Regions from separate parts of the Oryctolagus cuniculus genome. Here region 2 is linked to region 1. Evidence: chromatin contacts called from public Hi-C data. All regions are on one chromosome and are shown on one strand. Each heading gives the region's core, a stretch centred on a gene start, on an enhancer-like site or on the middle of the called end of the contact. The rest is flanking DNA. Distances are from core to core; before and after follow the strand shown.

Evidence for each region. A called contact is a pair of places that touch in the nucleus more often than the background predicts.
Region 2: a contact with region 1 is called in a Hi-C map of embryonic fibroblasts, with 2.7 times the contacts expected there. The contact joins the promoter of AOX1 here to the enhancer-like site in region 1. A contact is called at or near these places in 3 of 6 Hi-C or Micro-C datasets (ear pinna, embryonic fibroblasts and skin fibroblasts).

What each region holds. Positions count from the first base shown.
Region 1 is chr3:39,444,257-39,448,199 of mOryCun1.1, reverse strand. AOX3 (aldehyde oxidase 3) reads left to right here. Exons shown (of 35, transcript NM_001308460.1): 9 at 1,698-1,842; 10 at 2,280-2,372. Among named protein-coding and RNA genes, the nearest start is that of AOX3, 24 kb to the left of the region's middle. Within about 2 kb of position 1,884, at least 1 of the 8 cell types and tissues checked has an H3K27ac peak or open chromatin away from gene starts, as enhancers often do. A contact at or near this core is called in ear pinna, where this site is marked.
Region 2 is chr3:39,546,561-39,550,503 of mOryCun1.1, reverse strand. It overlaps AOX1 (aldehyde oxidase 1), which reads left to right and starts at 1,698. Exons shown (of 35, transcript NM_001081990.1): 1 at 1,698-1,848. The coding sequence starts at 1,804. It overlaps LOC127485683 (a long non-coding RNA gene), which reads right to left and starts at 2,816. Exons shown (of 2, transcript XR_007912611.2): 1 at 2,217-2,816; 2 at 908-2,088.

The DNA.
Region 1 (3,943 bases), core at 635-3,134:
CAGGGAGCCCTTGGGTTCATGGCCTGTTTCTGTTAATCACCTGTATCACCTTGACCAGGTCACTTCCCCTCTCAGGCCTCACTGCTTTGTTTTCTGTAAAACAAGATCGGTGGTTCTCAGTACAGAAGCAATTAGTATTCAAGGGCTTTTCCTTGAATGCCATGTTTTTTGTTGAACATCATTGAATTGCAGTAAATTTAATTAGATTTCATGGAATAAAGGCAATTTTAGATCTAGAAATTATGACTGGATTAGGTGATATCTGAACCAAATCAAAACAGGGAGCAAAAGCATCCATTAAAAAAGAAAAGAGAAAATTAAGACTACCTGAGCCAGCATGGGCAATGTGCAAATTGCCCTTGTAAGTATTTATCTCATATTTGTCTTTCCCACCTTATTTTTTTTTAAGATTTATTTATTTATTTGAAAGTCATCATTACACAGAGAGAGGAGAGGCAGAGAGAAGAGAGGGAGAGAGAGAGAGAGAGAGAGAGGTCTTCCATCTGATGGTTCACTCCTCAGTTGGCTGCAACGGCAGGAGTTGCGCCGATCTGAAGCCAGGAGCCAAGAGCTTCTTCCGGGTCTCCTACGTGGGTGCAGGGGCCCAAGGACTTGGGCCATCTTCCACTGCTTTCCCAGGCCATAGCAGAGAGCTGGATCGGAAGAGGAGCAGCTGGGACTAGAACCGGTGCCCAAATGGGATCCCAGTGCTTTAGGCCAAGGCGTTAACCCACTGCGCCACGGTGCCAGCCCCATTTCCCACCTTATTTTAAAATTGTTTTATTTTTGACACAGAAAAATTACTCATTTTATGGGATACCATGTGCTGTTTTGATTCAAGTACACTAGTGTAATGTCCACTCAGGGTAGAGAGATCTATCTCCTCAAACACAATCCACCTTGTCACCTGCCACAGCCATTATTTTAGAGAAAAAAATGTAGTCATTCAAGTAACCACTATTCTACTTTTAGATCAGAGAAAAGACCAACTTTAATCTAGTGCTTGAAAACCCGCAATGTTGCTTGGGAAGCAGTAAATGGTTTGTGAGAGGAAGGGCCCCACTGGCTCTAATAAACCCAGCATTTTTTGTTTCCACTGTATTTCCACTGCTCAACAAAACAGCCAGCCTTACTCCATACTTCAGTGAGATCTGAGAACCGAAAGGCTTCTCATATCATCTACTCAAATCCCTAATTTTCAGATATAGCAACCTAGCCTGGAGAGGTTCCAGGGCTTCCCTAAGTCCTCCAGACTACTTAGTGGATAGGCTGGGATTAGAATCTGGCTCCTCCACCTCCAGATGTGGTCAGTGAATTTCCATTCGACAAGCTGGCCTGATAATAAATGGCACACAACCCTCTGTGCAATACAGCTCCCCGTTGGTGTTTTCTTACTATTTGTAACTTAGTCATGATTTCTTCATTTGGAAGTCTGATGTTGTAAATCTCCGTGGGACACAGGATTCTTGTTTGTTTATAAGACTTCATTAAAATCCACTTAGTTCTTTTCAAGCTATAAGAGATGGAAAACAAATCACACAAAAGAGTGGATTTAATTGTAGACAGATGGGAGCGTTGTCCTGCCAGTACCAGCCTTTGTGATCCCTGGTGGGATCCATTGTTCTGTGTGTGAGATGCAATGAAGTCTGTGTATTTTGTCATTGACATCAGCATTAAGTCTGCATTATCTCCTGCAGAGAATGGCAGAAGATCCCCAAAAGAAAGTTCTGACTTTCCACGGGGAGAAGACTACCTGGATTTCCCCAGGAACCCTGGCAGGCCTCCTGGAGCTGAAGATGGAGCACCCCGATGCACCTCTGGTGATGGGGAACACTTCTCTAGGTAGGTAGTGGAGGACCCGGTTCCCTCTTCTCTGTTGAAAATCCCAATTAGTGAAAGTTCTGGAGTCTGCTCAGAAATCCAAACACATACCTGATGATTCAGACTCAACCCCTTGCCTGGTTGATGGCCAACTTGTGACAAGATTAATATCTCTGGTTCCTGAAGAACAGTTTGTCCAGCAGAAGGCGATTAGATTTCTCTGAGGTTACATTTTCCATGCTTTCAGGCATCAGTGACTAGTAAAGCAGCTGTTTCTGTCATAGGGTTCTAGGATGAAGGAATCCACAGATGTTTCACTGCTTGGGTCAGACTCAGTTCAGATGTAGGGGGACTTTGTTTATTAGGCCTATCACAAACACTTCTAAGTCTTAGCATTACTTGCTAAACGAGATCTCAATTGCTTCTCTCCCGCTAACGAGAATTCTTCTATCTTTTAGGGCCTGATATGAAGTTCAAAGGAGTTTCCCCTCCCATTATTATCTCTCCTGCAAGGATTTTGGAATTATTTATTGTGACTAACACAGAAGAAGGTGTGTTCTCATTTACCGTAACACGGTGCTTGTGTTGCAGATGGTTCTGTTAAAGAAAGCTCGGGCTGTTTGACACTAGCCAGATCACAGGGTCATGGGGCTGCGGGAAGACCTCCTTGGCTCTTGTAATGTTGAACCACATCAGCCCTTGGAAAAGACCATGTCCTAGGTTCAGTAAGTCCTGGAGAAGACTGTCCCTCTTGTCTCGAGACTCAAGTCTCTGCGCAGAGCAGGACTTGCCCGATGTTGCTGATTTACCCAGAACCCTTCCAGCTGTCTCTAGCCACCTCAGCTAGTCAAGGAGTGCTCAGCCTGTTTCTTCCCCAGCAGCAGAGGAAAACAGCTAGCACCTTCTCTGCTAAATAGCTCAGGTTTCACCAGGAAGTCTTTTAGTCTCCCTTCTCCAACTCAGCCAAGCCACTGGTGGTGATTGTCCCAAAGCTGCCAAAGACAGGCAGGAATTTTTTTCTTGACAAATTAACACTCAGTTCTTTAGATCCACATTATTTAGAGAAAAATACCAGTGGGGTAAAACCATTTTATTCAACTTAATATTTTAGTTATCATCTTTTGAGATAATTTATTTTAGTTCGCATTATAGTCAAAGGCTTAACACTCCAGTGAGCCAAGAGTTCAACAAATACAAAGTAGAAAGGCCATCATTCAGCAGGGAAGGAGGGAAAGAGGCAAGGACTATAAACCCTAATCAAGGCGGCACCTTGGCTCACTAGGCTAATCCTCCGCCTGTGGTGCCGTCACCCCAGGTTCTAGTCCCAGTCAGAGTGCTGGATTCTGTCCCGGTTGCCCCTCTTCCAGTCCAGCTCTCTGCTGTGGCCCGGGAGGGCAGTGGAAGATGGCCCAAGTGCTTGGGCCCTGCACCCCATGGGAGACCAGGAGAAGCACCTGGCTCCTGGTTTCGGATTGGTGCAGTGCACCAGCCATGGAGGCCATTTGAGGGGTGAACCAACGGAAGGAAGACCTTTCTCTCTGTCTCTCTCTCTCACTGTCTAACTCTGCCTGTCAAAAAACAAAACAAAACAAAAAAACCCTAATCAAATGAAAAGATGCTCAACTGCAATCACATAAAGTCAGTTTTAAAATAGTCACAAAATCATGAAAACTATAGAATACCAGTATAAAATGCCTATCAGTTTGCTTGACAAAGATTTAAAACAAAGTGTGACCATTTTTTAAACACTCATTTGTTTATTAACTTTATAATCCGAGGTTTTTACCATGTGCCAGGCACTGCGCTGTCTGCTGGTAAACTGAGGCTCCGAGAGAAGATTCTTCATGGAGAGCTGGTAGTCCTGTGGAAGAGGAGACATAGACGAAGAGTGACAGGATGTTGATATCTTACAGGCCTACATTCTTTCAGCCTCCTCCACCCTCTCAGGGATGCTTCCAAAATTGGGCTAATTGGGGATTAGCTCTGTTAAAGTGATTTTTAAATTTTAATTACAGAGAGTCTGGGATTTTGAAGGAAGGAAAAGCCAAAAATAAATACCCATTGAAAACACTGCATATTTTGATTTTAAAGCCAGATATAAATGTGCAAGCACTAAGTAAAA
Region 2 (3,943 bases), core at 449-2,948, 100 kb before region 1:
CATTACGTCTCAGCCAGGAGTTTGGGTTATCATTATCATTACCATTATTATTACGTTTTCTCTTAAGGAGAACTTTTGGAAATTGTCTATGAAAATGAAATGACACGGAAAAATGTTCTAAATGTGCTATGTGAAAAGGAACCCAGAAAATAACTAGTTTGAGTTCATTTGAGTTAAAGGTTTTAAAATTTTATTTATTTTAAAGATTTTTTTTTAATTTTATTTTATTTTTATTTTTATTTTTTGGACAGGTAGAGTGGACAGTGAGAGAGAGAGAGAGAGACAGAGAGAAAGGTCTTCCTTTGCCGTTGGTTCACCCTCCAATGGCCGCTGCGGCCGGCGCGCTGCGGCCGGTGCATCGCGCTGATCCGAAGCCAGGAACCAGGTGCTTTTCCTGGTCTCCCATGTGGGTGCAGGGCCCAAGCACTTGAGCCATCCTCCACTGCACTCCCGGGCCATAGCAGAGAGCTGGCCTGGAAGAGGGGCAACCGGGACAGAATCCGGCGCCCTGACCGGGACTAGAACCCGGTGTGCCGGCGCCACTAGGCGGAAGATTAGCCTATTGAGCCACGGCGCCGGCCATTATTTATTTATTTGAAAGTCAGAGTTACAGAGAGAGAGGAGAGGTAGAGAGAGAGAGAGAGAGAGAGAGAGAGAGAGATCTTCCACCCAATGGCTCACTCCCCAATTGGCCGGAGCTGCGCCAAGCACCTGGGTCTGGAACTGGCGCCCATGAGGGATGCCGGTGCTTCAGGCCAGGGCGTTAACCCACTGCATCACAGCGCCGGCCCCTACTCCAAATTTTAAAAACGGAAAGATACTACCAAAAAGTTGGCAGTGATAAATTCTAAGTTGTGGACTTACAGGTGATTTGTATTTTTATGCTTTTCAGAATTTCCCAAAATGCTTTACATCACTCTTTGAAAATATTTTATTTATTTATTTATTTAAAGGCAGAGTTACAGAGGGGGGGGGAGAGACAGGGATCTTCCATCTGTTGGTTCACTCCCCAGATGGCCACAACAGCTAGGCCAAGCATAAGCCCGGTCTCCCACGTGGGTGCAGGGGCCCAAGGACTTGGGCCATCTTCTGCTGCTTTCCCAGACCATAGCAGAGAGCTGGATCAGAAGTGGAGCAGCTGGAACTCGAACTGGCGCCCATAGGGAATGCCTGCGACTCAGGACGCAGCTTTACGGGCTATGCCACAGACCCTACATCTCAATATTTACCAGATAAACTTTGTGGTTAATTAGTCATTATCCCATAACTGAATAGCTGTAAGTACTGATAACATCTTTAAAAAATAAAAAGCGATATCACTATGTCAAAATAGCCCCTGATTTTAAAAAACAAGCTTTAAGGATTATTGCTCAACCTGTAAGGCGAAGCCATTGAACCATCCGTCCTGCAAAGCTGGAACAAATGATTGCGTGCAATGAAGCATGCAAGCCCACAGCAGGCACAATGCGGAGGGAGGGACAAATCCCGTCTAAACGAGGTCATAAAACACGAGGGCCACAGCGAGGTCTGGCACGCGAGGTCTGGCACGAGGCCACAGGGCGCGGTGCTGCCTCTGAGCACCGCCCGCCGGGAGGTGACCGGGTCAGGGCCAGGTTCGCCCAACGCCCGCAGCCCCCGGGAGCGCCGCGCTGACGTCGGCGCCGCACGGTTTTATCCCGGCGTCTCCCTCGCCGCCCACTCGCCACGCCGAACCTCGGTGCGGACGCTCGCTGTCCGCTGGACTGCTCCTCGGAACCGCGGTCCCCGCTCTCCGCCGTGCGCCCCGCGCAGCCGTCAGTCACCATGGAGCCGGCGCCCGAGCTGCTCTTCTACGTGAACGGCCGCAAGGTGAGCGCGCCCGCGGGGCTGCCCGCCGCGTGGGCCCGCCGTCGGCCCCTGCCGTTGGCCCCTCGAGAACTTTCGGTCCGTGAGCGTGGGGCGCTAGAGCGCGCGCCAGGCTTCCGTGATGGACAGGACTTTGCCTGCGCCTCCGGGACTGCCCCGGGGTCTTAGGGCCGCCACCTTCCAGATGTTCCCTTTTCCTCTTCTTCCACGACGCACTGGCTGCCTTGCAACGCCACCCTGTCCCTAAACAAGAAAAAACCCCCCAAAAGCCATTTTATCCCTTTTTAAGGCCGGCTGTCCCGAGCCCGCCGTCTCAGAGAACCCCAGCGGATGTCAGGAACGCCCTCCTGCAACAACACCCCGACAGCGACCTGGGTGGATGGAGGGCTGCGTAGCCCCGGGATGTGACCAGAGGCAGCTGTGCCAGCCGCTCCCACGAACAAATTGCAACTTTCCAAAGTCACAGCTTGCTGCTAGCAGAGCTTACCACAGCCAGGCCCTGGGGCGGACCCCTGGCTCTATAGAACCCCCCTCCTCCGGGAGGGGGGCGGCTGCAGGCAGGGCCCTGTGTTCCAGGGGTCCGCGAGGCGCCAGGCTCATCCTTTAAACCCCCGACCCACGGACAGCACGTGGATGGGGGACGCCGCGGCAGGAAGGCTCCGGGGCTTCCTCAGGAACTCGCTACCCAGCAAGGGTGGAGATACCCGTTATCTCCCTGCCCGGCGCTGGTGCCTTCAGAGCCCCCCGCGACCCCCGCTTCTGGCTAAGTTCTGCCTGGTGCCTGCTTGACCCCCGAGGAAGCTAACGCAGGCTTAGGCATCTTGTGAGACCTGCTCTAAGGCTCCCAGACCAATCTCACGCTCGCTCGCTCGTGGTTTTCTGTTATTTTCCTTAAAGAGGCCCTTCCTCCCCGCCCCCACCCCCACCATGGTACATTTCCCCGCCTCACAAAAACTTCCGGTTCCCCTGCTGCCCGGATTCTGCCCTGGGTAACAGGAGCTCATTTTTCCTGCTTTTTGTGATGGGGCCAGGAAGAGCCCCACCCAGGACAGCTGTGAGGGTGGAATAGGAGCGCGAGGTGAAGTGAATAATATTATAGCATTGTTTTCTTAAGTATGACAAAACAGTAAACACAACACTATTTTTTTTACTTTTGGTTAAAAGATTCCGTTCCAGCCGGAACTCTCATTGCAAAAAGCTTTCAGCGACTTGGTTCCTCTTTAAAGGAGAGGCTACCGCTCACTTCATCAACAGTGGCCATGAGTTTTCAGGCTGTTTGTCAGGGTCCACGCCATGCCACACAGTGGTCAGACTAAGGGGATACAGCAGACCCCAGAAGTGACAGAGTTGCTGCTGGCACAGGACATGGGCAGGTGTATAGGTGCATGGACATGTGTGATGGCGGACAGTGATAAGGGCTAGGATAATGAGAACAAAGCCAGGGCACAGGGCTGTGCCAGAGCTGAGCCTGGAGATGTTGGTCTCGGAGAGGGTGACACCTGGGCAGTGACGAGGGTGAAACAGGAGCCAGCCAGGCAAGGTGCTGGGGCGAGAGCATTCCCAGCAGAGGGAATGGCAAATACAGAAGTCCTGAGGCAGAAGGATTTCTGTGTGCTTACGGGATAGGCTGGTGGGGTGGAGACATGGGCAGAGGCCACATTACTAGAGCTTGTAGCTTCTGGTGTTTTGTTTGATGAGGAAACTGGTGGTTTGAGTTTAATGACTCCCCCCCCCCCCCCCCCCCGCTTCCAAACTGTTCTGGGATTTTAAACATAATAGCTAACATCAGTTTTGTGCTCTATTGATTTGTAAGAATAGATAACCTGGTTCTTATCTATGGGCCAAACGTGTGATCTAGAGGTATTGATTCAGTTTTTGCAATTGCTTCATTAAAGAAGTCAGGTCATCCCTTCTCTTCCCAATTCTCTGCGAGACACGTGCTTTAACACCAGCAGGCCTGATTGCTGCACAGATCGAAGTAGAATAAAGCCCGTGGTTCAGAGGGTGAGGGGCTGTTGGGAAAAGTACAAGACAGAAAACCACTAGAGAAGAGGGGGTCTTTTAAAATTACTTATTTATTTGAAAGTCAGAATTACAA